Linked DNA regions of Pan troglodytes: all the other regions are linked to region 1. A link is a contact called in public Hi-C data. All regions are on one chromosome and are shown on one strand. The core of a region is the stretch at or near the end of the contact, and the rest is flanking DNA. Distances in the headings are between cores, read along the strand shown. Region 1 has its middle 14 kb from the start of SPACA5. Region 2 holds the start of ELK1 (ETS transcription factor ELK1). Region 3 holds the start of ARAF (A-Raf proto-oncogene, serine/threonine kinase).

Region 1 (3,694 bases), core at 521-3,020:
AGATGTGGAAAAACTACATATAGATCAGAAAAGAATTTGAAGGGCATGAGGTTTACTGATTCTTCCTGATGATCAAGGTCCATATATTGAGCCAGAACATAAGAGCTATTTGTGCAGACATGGCTTTGATTTCCTGAAGAGTCACATATTTTTAGTTCTGCTTTAGCAGGACACCTTTGGTTGACATGCAGACATATTTTAAGTCACAGCAGAGCAATCCTATCTCTGTATTTATCACAAGATTGCTGATAAGGGACTTGGCTGACGCATCAGAGAACTGTCTTATCAAAGAAATCTTTGCTTCTGAGGAAGTGGCTTACTTTCTCTGTATGGGTGAGATAAATAAAGCAAATGAGCTTTTTTCTCCCTCTATGTTGTGGCTTCTAGGAAGCTCAGAAAAATAACTGTAGCTCAACATAATTATGTAGAATCCTATGATCTACATATAGACATTTCAACCTGGCCTTGGTTTTGCTCTACTTCCCTATTCCTTTTTATGTGTTTATATGTATCCATTTTATGGTATTAATAATAATATAATAATAATATTAAACTCATATATAAGACTTACGTATGTGCTAGGCATTGTTGTAAACACTTATATTGACTCAATTGATCTACACAACAACCATACAAGGCAGGTATTATTATTATTATCATTAACATCATCATCCCTATTTTACAGTTAGAGAAACTAAGGCACAAAGAGGTTAAATGACGACTCTGTCCGCAGACCACCAGCCCTCTCACTTCCGTTCGATGTAAACTCTCTGCCCCGCCTCATACCCTGCTCTGATGTTAAGATCCGAATGCTTATTCAGGCAAGGTCCCCTTGTGTTTCCAAAATCAGTCACAACTTCCTCTGACAGCCACCTTTTTCCGACCTTTATCCTGCATTAGGTACTGCCAGTCACTATACTTGCTCATGCGCAGTACCGTTCCCAAAGCCGTCGGCGCTAGCAGCCAAAGTTGTTTTGTGGTTTTCTTTAATTTAATGATTAAATTTTTTTAATTGTACATATTTGTAGGGTGCAGAGTGGTATTTCAATACATGCATACAATGTGTAATGATCAAATCAGGGTAATTAGCATGTGCATCACCTCAAATATTTATCATTTCTTTGCGTTGGGAATATTCAAAATCCTCTCTTCTAGGTATTTGAAAATGTACAATAAATTATTGCTAACTATAGTTATTAAGCACTGCTATAGAACACCAAAACTTTTTTGTTCCTTAACTGCAATGATTGTACGTATTTGGCTGGCAAGAAAAATGGCCGTGCCAGTAAACCAGCTTGTCAAGGGAGCAGGCATCTTTACAGCCCTTACCATTCCGTACAGGAGAGTAATATGCCTTTTAAAGTTTGGAAAAGATAGAACTCCGAGAGGACTTTGAAAACTTGGCGATAAAAGTGGGGCCCTTTGTGCAAAGCTAGTGACGGGCAAATTATGGGCGTGTTTAGGGGGGTTTCAAGAGAACGGGTATGTAAAAATGTTGAGTTCAGGACCACAGACCCCTCCGCCGGGAGATACCACTGCGGAGACGGGGGAGGCCTGAAATGGTACGGACCTCCCTGGTATCTATTACCGGGGAAAAAGGATGCAGAGCCGGTGATAATACATTCCTTCACCGGTCAGTATCAGTGGGGAGATGGGGAGAACGTGTGGAGCTGGTAGTTCTCTCAAGAAAATAACAGTAGGGAGATAGATACTATTAAGCTAGCGGTGGCGAAGGCTCAGGTTGGTACAGTCCGTTGTGGGAGATACCACTGGTGCAAATAGGGAGGTGTGGTACAATCTGCCCTCGGAGAAAGAAACGTGAAGAAAGTGACATTGGTAAACATAGGCGCAGGGAGAGTTGGAGACATAAGCCCAGGGATAAAGGGGCCCAGGTGAGGTGGAATATTAGTCGGAGACTAGGTGAGAAGACAGATCTGATCGTGACCCCGCCAGGACTACATTCCGTCCTCCTCCTGGGAAACTGTTGCAGAGAGATTTGAGAGGGCGGAGATTCCAGGGTCCCAGTCCTATGAGGCCTCCCTGAGGCCTAGGGGAATAAGCAGGAGACAGACAGTGATCAGGTTCCGGACCTCAAACACTCTGCCCTATTAATCATATTCTACCAATTGATCACCTGAAAGAAAATGCACAGGTGAGCCCTTTCAGGCTATTGCAATAGGGAAAACTTTTCTTAATGAGGAACATCCCAAAGACAAGGAAAGAGACCTCGGGTTGTATAGAGGCAGGTAAGCAAAAGAGTCATCCTTGAGTCATCATGACAGATAGAGATAGGTCTTATCTCAGAATGTGTAAATACATTAGGGACTACTATAGACTGAATTGCGCCCCTTCCCCCGCCCCCCCGATTCATACGTTGAAGCCCAAACTGTCAATGTGATGGTATTTGAGGATGGGGCCATTGGGAGGTAATTAAGGCTATATGAGGTCATGAGGGTGGGGCCTTGGTCTAATGGGATTAGTGCCCTTATAAAAACAGACGTCCAAGAGTTTGCTCACTCTCTCTCCATTTGCACAAAAAAGAGGTGATGTGAAAACACAGTAAGAAGGCAGTTGTCTGCAAGCCTTATGGCTTTCTTTATAGAGAACCCTCACCAGGAACCAAATCAGCTGGCCCCTTCATCTTGGACTTCTTCCAGCCTCCAGAACTATGCCAAATAAACTTCTGGTTTAACCCGTCCAGTCTGTGGCATTTTATTATGGCAGCCCAAGCAGGTAATCCAGGGACTTTTGCAGTTAGCCCTTTGCTGGAACCCCAAAGGGAGCCAGGGGCTGTGAGAATTTTGTAACCATGACTGCTTTCCAGGAGCACAGGACCCACTCAGATATAAAGTAACAGCATCACTCCCCTTCCAGCTCACTCTGCCCCTCATGGCTCCTACTCCTTCCCACTCTACCAATCATTAACATGTATTCTCTCCCACGGTGCCCCCAATTTCCCGCCATTCAGTCACACTGCCATTTTCTTTCATTCATTCTGCTTCATGGCCACCATTCACGCATCTTGTACCCCGTATAAACACCTTTCTTTTTATTGTGGTAAAATATACATAACATGAAACTTACTATTTTAACTATTTTAAATTGCACAATTCAGTGCCATTTAGGACATTCACAGTATTGTGCAACCATTACCACTATTTAATTCCAGACTGTCTTCACCACCCCAAAAGGAAACCTCATCCCCATTAAACAATCATTCCCTATTCCCCTTTCCCCCCAGCCCCTGGCTACCACTTAATCTGCTTTCTGGTGCTATAGATTTGCCTATTATGGATATTTCATATAAGTAGAATCATACACTTTGTGGTCTTTTGTGTCCGGCTTCTTTAACGTAGCATAATGTCTTCAAGGTTAATCAGTAACAGTACTTCATTCCTTTCTGTGGCTGAATAATATTCCATTGTATGGATATACTATACCATATTTGGTTTATCCACTCATCAGTTGATAGATATTTGAGCTGTTTCTACCTTTTGGCTATTATGAATAGTGCTGCTATGAACATTGGTGTGTAAGTTTTTGTTTGAATACCTACCTGTTTCCCATTTTATTAAGTATATAACTAGGAGTGGAATTGCTGGATCATATGGTATTTCTATGTTTAACTTTTTGAGGAACCACCAAACTGTTTCCTACAGTGGCTGCACCATTTTACTTTCCAACCAGCAGTGTA
Region 2 (3,957 bases), core at 1,416-3,915, 370 kb before region 1:
ATCTCGCTATATTGCCCAGGCTGGCCTGGAACTCCTGGGCTCAAGCTATCCTCCCACCTCAGCCTCCTGAGTAGCTGGGACTATAAGTGCACACCCCTGTGCCCAGCTACACACCACAGTTTTGTGAACACATTCTTTCAATGCAACAACACAGTCCTTATTCACATATACAACTAGCACTCTTAGAAACAGCTTTTATACCTATGCCTTTACAGAGCATATTACGTACCTCAGTCTTGTGAACACATCCTTTTGAAAAGGAGGAAAACCCTTACTCATATATAAACTGGCATTCTTAGAAACATCTTTCATACATGTATCTTTTTATACTGCATTCCACACACCACAGTGTGGTAAACATCCTTTGGGGGTTGGTATTTGAACAGAGTGCTGAAAGGAACCATGCAGAGATCTGGGGGTGGTGTTCAAGGCACAAAGAACAGCCAATGCAAAGGCCCTGAGGCTGGCCCATGACTGCTATGTTTGAGGAGCTGTGTGGTGGAACCAGTGTGGTTGGAGCACAGTAAGGGGGTGGGAAGGTATAGGCAGTAATGCTAGAAAGGTTACTTGTTTTACCATTAATTCACAGTTAATATTTATTTACACTGGAAGGGATTCTAGTTCTGATCCCCCATTTCACAAATGAAGAAAAAGGCACAGAGAGGAAGTGGTTAAATCACTCATCTAAGGTCACACAGCTGCTGGGATTGGGGGGTGGGTGGGTGCTGAGAGAAGGTGAGGAATGAAGACTGCTCTGCAGGCAGAGGGAACAGCAAGAACAAAAGCTTGGAGGTGAGAACTAATTTGGTTTTTAAGGACTGAGGCCTCACGTGGGGTGGGATGGGATCTAAGAGGGGAGCCTCAAAAATTATCCTGTGTCCTGAGTACTTCCTGGGCCACCTTTGAGTAAGGAATTTAACCTCCCTATGGCCCAACTTCCTCACTACCTATCTCATGGGGTTGTGGTGAGGATTAAAGGAACTCATTCATATGAAACACTCTGCCTGATATACGGCAGGTGCTCAATAAACGCTAGCTCCTATTGGCATTACTATCATCACTGGCGCTAATGTATTCACTTATTGTAGTGAGGTAGAACGTCTTTGTGGTTACGAGTGTGACCAGGCTGACCCACTATTAAGAGGTGGAGGACAGGGAAGGCCGTACAGTGCTCCATCACAAGGAAAAGAGGATCAGCACGTTCTCTTCTGGGAAGGGAAAAAAAAGAGAAGGAAATTGAAAGTACACGGCCGATCTTCCCCCAATTACAAAGCACTGGACTCACGGGAGGGTATGCGGGGGACTGTGCAAGCATACAGGGGTGTGGGGGAGGAAGGCCAATGAACAGATCCACTGCAAAGGGAGGGGTGATGAGGCTCATCGTCTGAGGGGAAGGGGAGCAGAAAACCTTACAGACTCCTGCACCACAGTGAGAGGAGAGAAGAGCCATCACACAGACTGATTCAAAGCAGAGAGGGAAAAGGCTATGGACTGAGCTACTGAAAATAGGGAGATGTAAAGCACTAAACTAACCCACTATTAAAAAGGAGAGAACCCCAAGCGCTAGAGCGACAGTCTACGAAAAAGAGAAGACAGATAGGGCAATGGACTGATAGCTAAAGGGACGTGAATCCAAACATGAAGACTGATCCACTATAAAATGGTGGTGGTGGTGGTGGGGGGGTGGTTTTGAAAAAAGCCATGGACTGATGCATTGGGGGACTGGAGGAGGCAGGAATACAAACTCAGGTAGACTCACTGTTAAAGAGGGATGCGGAGGAGTGCGGCGCCACGGATTGATTCGCTACGATGTACAGGAAGGGTGGAATAAATAAGGCCACGGACGGGTCTCCTGAAAGTTGAGGCTAGGAGAAATCCAAACACTCAGATACACCTACTATTAAGGGGGCTGAACACTGTCACAGGCTAGCTCCCTATAAGTGGGGGTGGGTGGGGGGCGGGTGGGGGTAGGGGTAGGGGGAAAGCCTATGGACGAGTCCACCCTAAGTTGGCGTGGGGAAAAACATAAGCACGCAGACCGATCCATTATACAACGGGAGGGGGAGGTTAGGCCACGGTCAGATCCACTATAAGGGACGAAGGGCTTGAGCAATGCCACACGCAGGTCCACCAGCCGTGGTGGTGGCGGCGGGGAGTCGAACACCAGCAGGCCACCGGCCAAGCCACATCCTCTGCGCGGGGGCGGGAAGGATACGTGGGGTCACGGACTGGGCCCTCCACCCTCCAGGCCCAGAGCTCACCTGTGTGTAGCGTGGCGGTGGCGTTGGCAATGTTGGCAGCTCCGGGGGGCGGGGGCTCCATACGCGGCCCCACCGCCCCCCAGGCCTGGGTTCCGAGGCGGCGGTGGAGGTGGTGGTGGCGGTGGCGGCGGCGGCGGCAGCACCTAGAAGCCGCCCCTGCGTTTCCCTACAGCTCACGTGGGCCCGAGGAGGAGGAGCCCAATGTCCCGCCGCTCGCTGATTGGCCAAAGCGCTATTAATCGGCCGCAAGGCCTCGAGGGGTTGGGGGACGGGCCCTTCCCTACAGAGCTGTGCCGTGATTGGCGTAAGGGGAAATGATGGAACGCTCACGGCCCCTGGAGTCCCGAGGAGGCGCGTTCGGCCTTCACGGTGCTCCACGCCGATTGGCTCAAGGACTGACGGACTGTGAGCAACTGAAGAGGCTCGGGGCCTGTGTCGGGGGGGCGGGGGTCTGCCTCACACTGATTGGCTTACATGGGATTGATGGAAGACAGCCCCCAAGGACGGGGGTGGGTGGCCCTGTTTTTCTCTGATTGGCGGACGAGGGACTTCTAGACCCCTGCCAAAACACCAAGGGGGCGGTGTCGCACGCCATGCTGCTCAGCGGAAGCAGGACTTGTATAGAAATGGGCGTAGCAGCCGGCGGGAGTGGGTCGGACTGGGCTCCGCGTAGGCGGGCAGGGCAGCTCTACGGTTAGACAAGACCATAGAGCTGGGTAGAAGACGAATTTAGAACACAGCGGAGGTAGGAGGGCAGGATGGCTGTCAGGCACACGAAAGAGCATTGAGTGGCAGAAACGAAATGCTTTCAGAGGGCAGGGTTGAACTGCGGCCAGAGTTAAAAAGGGGAGGAACCTGGCTCTGCGTTGATTGGCGGTGGCTGAACTCAACCTAGAATAGGGGCCCGACTAGGGAGAGCGGGATCCAGGTCTGTGCCCATTGGAAGCTGGAATACTTACAAGTAGGGGCTAAGACAAGGTAGGGCTGAGTTAGGGTTTGGGTGTAATTTAGGGTACCTGGGGAATGATTGGGTGTGTGAAAGGGTAAACCTTAGGGCCCTTTGATTGTTGTGGGAATGAACAAACCTCCACCATGAATTGGCCCATTCTCTATGGCAATTCAAAGGGTGGCGTCTAGGAAAAGGAATGGAAGAAAGGGTGAGGTGGGGGGCCCAGGTTGCCAAGATGACAGAAGAGAGGGCAGTGCATAAGGTCAACTGGCAAATACTGCCAGGCAACAGGCTGGAGGCAGGACTGCTGGGGCATTTTAGAGGTTCCACAGAGAGACTGGATCTCTGGGTCTCTCAGTAACTTTGTGCCCTAGGAACAGCCCCCGTGGCAACTAGCAGGGTTTATGGGGAAAAAGAAGGGCCATGTGACTCAAAGGCATTCAGGCTCTTTAATGTCTGAGGATGGGGGGAAGAAGTCAATGGTGAGGCTTCTCTGGGAAATTCTGCAGGCCTTGTAGTTCTCTAAGCCCCTGAAAAAGAGGACAGAAGAGATTGAACAAAGACTGGGTCTGGGTTACGCCCCCAGGCTTGCTCTGACCTCCCTCCCTTGACTCCAGTTTAGAGGGAAAGATGGTCCTTCCCTTCTTTCGCTCTCTCCCTTCTTCAGGTCACCACCCTAAACACAGAGTCTGGTAGTGGGGTGAGCTGCTCTCACCTCTAGCAACATGTGGATATGGGCTTTGATAT
Region 3 (3,712 bases), core at 1,002-3,501, 450 kb before region 1:
AGTTGGGCATGGTGGCTCATGCCTGTAATCCTAGAGTGTTGGGAGAACGAGGCCAGGAGCTCGACACCAGCCTGGGCAACGTAGTGAGATCCTGTCTCTAAAAAAAAAAATTTTTTTTTAGCCATTAAATGGTGAAGATCCGAATAGAAAAGTGGAGTTGGGGCCAGGTGTGGTGGCTCAAGCCTGTAATCCCAGCACTTTGGGAGGCCGAGGTGGGCAGATCACTTGAGGTCAGGAGTTTCAGAGCAGCCTGGCCAACATAGTGAAATCCCGTCTCTACTAAAAATATAAAAATTAGCCGGGCATGGTCGTGGGCGCCTGTAGTCCCAGCTACTTGGGAGGCTGAGGCAGGAGAATCACTTGAACCCAGGAGGCGGAGGTTGCAGTGAGCCAAGATCTTGCCACTGTACTCCAGCCTGGGTGACAGAGCAAGGCTCTGTCTCAAAAAAAAAAAAAAAAAAAAAGAAAGAAAAGAAAAGGGGAGTTGGGAAATGGAAATTATATGGGAGGCCAGTAGGCAGAACTTCTGTCTTCCTTCTTATAGACAGAGAAAGCCATGTGATAAATACAGATTGAAATATGTTGAGGCCCCCCCTCACCTATGACCTTCCTCTGATCTTTCCCATTACATTGCCAAAGGATGCTAAATCTCCAAACAGGAGAATGCAGTCACTTGAAACACAACAGGCCATTCATGGTGTTGGGGAAATAATGAAAAAGAGAATCTCGTGCCAACCCAATGAATCCTCTCCACAAAGTAGACAAGAATGAAAAGTTTTTTTTTGTTTTTTGTTTTATTGAGACAGGGTCACTCTGTCACCCAGGCTGGAGTGCAAGTGGCAAGTGGCGTGATCTCGGCTCACTGCAATCTCTGTCTCCTGGGTTCAAGTGATTCTCCTGCCTCAGCATTCTAGGTAGCTGGGATTACAGGCGCGCGCCACCGCGCCCAACTGACTTTTTTTTTTTTTGCATTTTTAGTAAAGATGGGGTTTCGCCATGTTGGCCAGGCTGGTCTCGAACTCCTGGCCTCAAGTGATCCGCCCGCCTTGGCCTCCCAAAGTGCTGGGATTACAGGCATCAGTCACCGCACCCGGCAGGAATGGAAAGTTTTATAACTGAATAAGCATTACACCAGACTGTGATGCACATCACAAACAATCTGCTACAGAGGTTTCAAAGACAGAAAGAAATCTCATCCGTTTATGTAGCAGGCAGATACAGCCCATTACAAACATATTCTCAAACAATAACTTGTGCTCAAGAAACTTGACGGCACCATTTGGTACACATACTTCATCCCAAATTCACCTGGTAATTAGGGTGGCTATCTGTGTTAGTTAATTGCCTTTATCCAAAGGAAAACGAAAACTCATATCTCTATGACAAGCAGGTAATAACTTGAAGCCAGGCACGCAGATCAAATTCCCACGAAGACAGGGAAAGACAGGGGTGCTATTTTCATTGATGTTTACATTTCAAAGAGATGGCTACAAGGCTCTTAAGAAAAACATTCCGGGGATGTAAAACTGGCAAGAGATTTAGCTTTTTAAAGGACTTACATACATCTCAAAGGGACAGAGAAAATTTTACAGTTACAAGTTTTCTAAAGGAAATGCTCTAAGAGAGACGTCTTTCTCTTTTGACACCAGGGAAAATTCGATCTTTAAAAATTTGTGTTTATCCCACAATACCTCCACACATTGACTGGCATCGTGCTCCCTTCCAGGTCCGCACTTCCCTCTTCACCTGGCCACCTGTGACTAGTTTTTCATAGTCCTAATCAACCCCATTCCTAAAGGAAGCCTCCCAGACAGCAGGCCGCCCCTCCTAGGCCCAGTCCCCCAGCCCCCGCCACACCAGAGACCCGCTGTCCTCAAAGGCTATGAACTACAGTCTCCTAGAGCTGGTGAACATCGCCGATCATTTGTTCTGATTCCAACCCATTTCAAAGATGGTAAAACTGAGACACGGGAAAATCATAAAAGGGTGCTTAGGGCACTGGCCCAAAAAGGGTACTTAAGGATTTCTCCGCCCAGATGCCAAAGCCCTAAGGTCAGCCCCAAATGACCCGTGTTCTGCTTTATACGTCTATGCCACTGTTGGGGTTAAAGCCCTAGGCACGCAGGTCTTGCCTCAACTGCGCCTGCGCGAGTCAGGACGTGCGCTTGTCCCAGATCTTGGCGTTTCAGGCGGCCCCTCCTAATCCGGAACACGACTCACATTTCGTTGGTCTTGCCTTGACAGACGTGACCCTGATCCAATAAGGGTGGAAGGCTGAGTCCCGCAGAGCCAATAACGAGAGTCCGAGAGGCGACGGAGGCGGACTCTGTGAGGAAACAAGAAGAGAGGCCCAAGATGGAGGCGGCGGCGGCTGTGGCGGCGTGACAGGTGAGGGCGGGCCCGGGAGGGCTCGGTTTCTGGAGCGGCTGCCGGGCACGGGCAGGGAGCCCGGACCGAAAGCTCAGCTCCAGGATGGCTGCGCCTGGGCCCCGGCGTTCCCTGCCCGGAACCGGAGGAATGGTTTGACCCGGGGCGAGACCATCGTCGACAGCGGGGGTGGGGTGGGTAACAGGAATAGGCGGGCAAGGCTGCGGGTGATGGTTTCGCCCGCTGCTAGTGGTGGTGCGCCTGCGCAGAGCCGGAAGCCCTTTGGTAGGCGGGACCCGACCGAGTGGTGCCGGGATTCCGTCTTAACCCCCGCTAAGGTGTCCAATGACCTTTCCTTACCAACTGCGGGGAGTGTGTGGAAACGCGGTTCACTCCCCGGTTTCCTTATTCTGGATCAGTGTCTGACCGCCCCCGCCGGGAGAATGTCAGGATTCTCGCCTCTGTAACCGCCTTCCATGATCCCTCATTCAGTTTAGACCAGTAATATGCCTGTGACCCCTCACAAGTTGTCAAGGAGAATTTTGGAGCTCCCTCTTTACCTCCATTTTTCTCCCCGCAACACCATACCTTCCTTCTCCTTTTGCTATGACAATGTCTGGTGGTCCACCATTACCTCCCCAGTTCGGCTAAATGTCTGGTCATTTCCATTTCCACCCTTCTCCCCATTACAGTCCCTAGTGACGCCTGTTACATCTCCCTTCCGCATAGTATGTAGTGACCCCCCCCCCACCATGAATTCCTCATCATAGAGGCTTGGGACTTCCATTAGCCACCTAACAACGGTGTCTGTGGTCCTAACATCAACATTATACCCCAGGGCTTAGGGATGTCCACAGTGCCCTTTAAGGACATGTTTGGTGCAACCTCCATCTTCCCCAAACTAAGGGCAGTATCTGATAATCCTCTCTTTCCCATCACCCTGCCTGCGACTCCTCCCTCACCACAGTATCTGGCATTTCCCCCGTTCTCTGTTAAAAAACCAGGACACTTTGGGAGGCTGAGGCGGGTGGATCACCTGAGGTCAGGAGTTCGAGACCAGCCTGGCCAACATGGTGAAACCCCGTCTCTACTAAAAATACAAAAAATTAGCCGGGCGTGGTGGCACACGCCTGTAGTTCCAGCTACTCAGGAGGCTGAGGCGGGAGAATGGCTTCAACTTGGGAGGTGGAGGTTGCGGTGAGCTGAGACCATGCCATTGCACTCCAGCCTGGGCAACAAGAGCGAAACTCTGTCAAAAAAAAAAAAAACAGAAAAGAAAAAAAAAAAAAACCCAGGACATTCTGTTCGTGCTTCTTATGTACCTGACAGCTCAGTGCAGTGTGTA

The links. Hi-C and Micro-C count contacts between places; a contact is called where the count stands out from the background.
Region 2: a contact with region 1 is called in a Hi-C map of stem cell-derived neural progenitor cells, with 6 times the contacts expected there. The contact joins the promoter of ELK1 here to the enhancer-like site in region 1. A contact is called at or near these places in 1 of 7 Hi-C or Micro-C datasets (stem cell-derived neural progenitor cells) and 1 of 1 datasets of contacts at active chromatin or transcription factors (stem cell-derived excitatory neurons).
Region 3: a contact with region 1 is called in a Hi-C map of stem cell-derived neural progenitor cells, with 5 times the contacts expected there. The contact joins the promoter of ARAF here to the enhancer-like site in region 1. A contact is called at or near these places in 1 of 7 Hi-C or Micro-C datasets (stem cell-derived neural progenitor cells) and 1 of 1 datasets of contacts at active chromatin or transcription factors (stem cell-derived excitatory neurons).

What each region holds. Positions count from the first base shown.
Region 1 is chrX:48,451,406-48,455,099 of NHGRI_mPanTro3-v2.0_pri, forward strand. No RefSeq gene overlaps it. Among named protein-coding and RNA genes, the nearest start is that of SPACA5, 14 kb to the left of the region's middle. Within about 2 kb of position 1,771, at least 12 of the 24 cell types and tissues checked have an H3K27ac peak or open chromatin away from gene starts, as enhancers often do. A contact at or near this core is called in stem cell-derived neural progenitor cells, where this site is marked.
Region 2 is chrX:48,085,467-48,089,423 of NHGRI_mPanTro3-v2.0_pri, forward strand. ELK1 (ETS transcription factor ELK1) reads right to left here and starts at 2,666. Exons shown (of 6, transcript XM_016943665.4): 1 at 2,262-2,666. UXT (ubiquitously expressed prefoldin like chaperone) reads right to left here. Exons shown (of 6, transcript XM_016943667.2): 5 at 3,926-3,957; 6 at 3,641-3,740. The coding sequence ends at 3,687.
Region 3 is chrX:47,996,041-47,999,752 of NHGRI_mPanTro3-v2.0_pri, forward strand. ARAF (A-Raf proto-oncogene, serine/threonine kinase) reads left to right here and starts at 2,252. Exons shown (of 16, transcript XM_016943250.4): 1 at 2,252-2,388.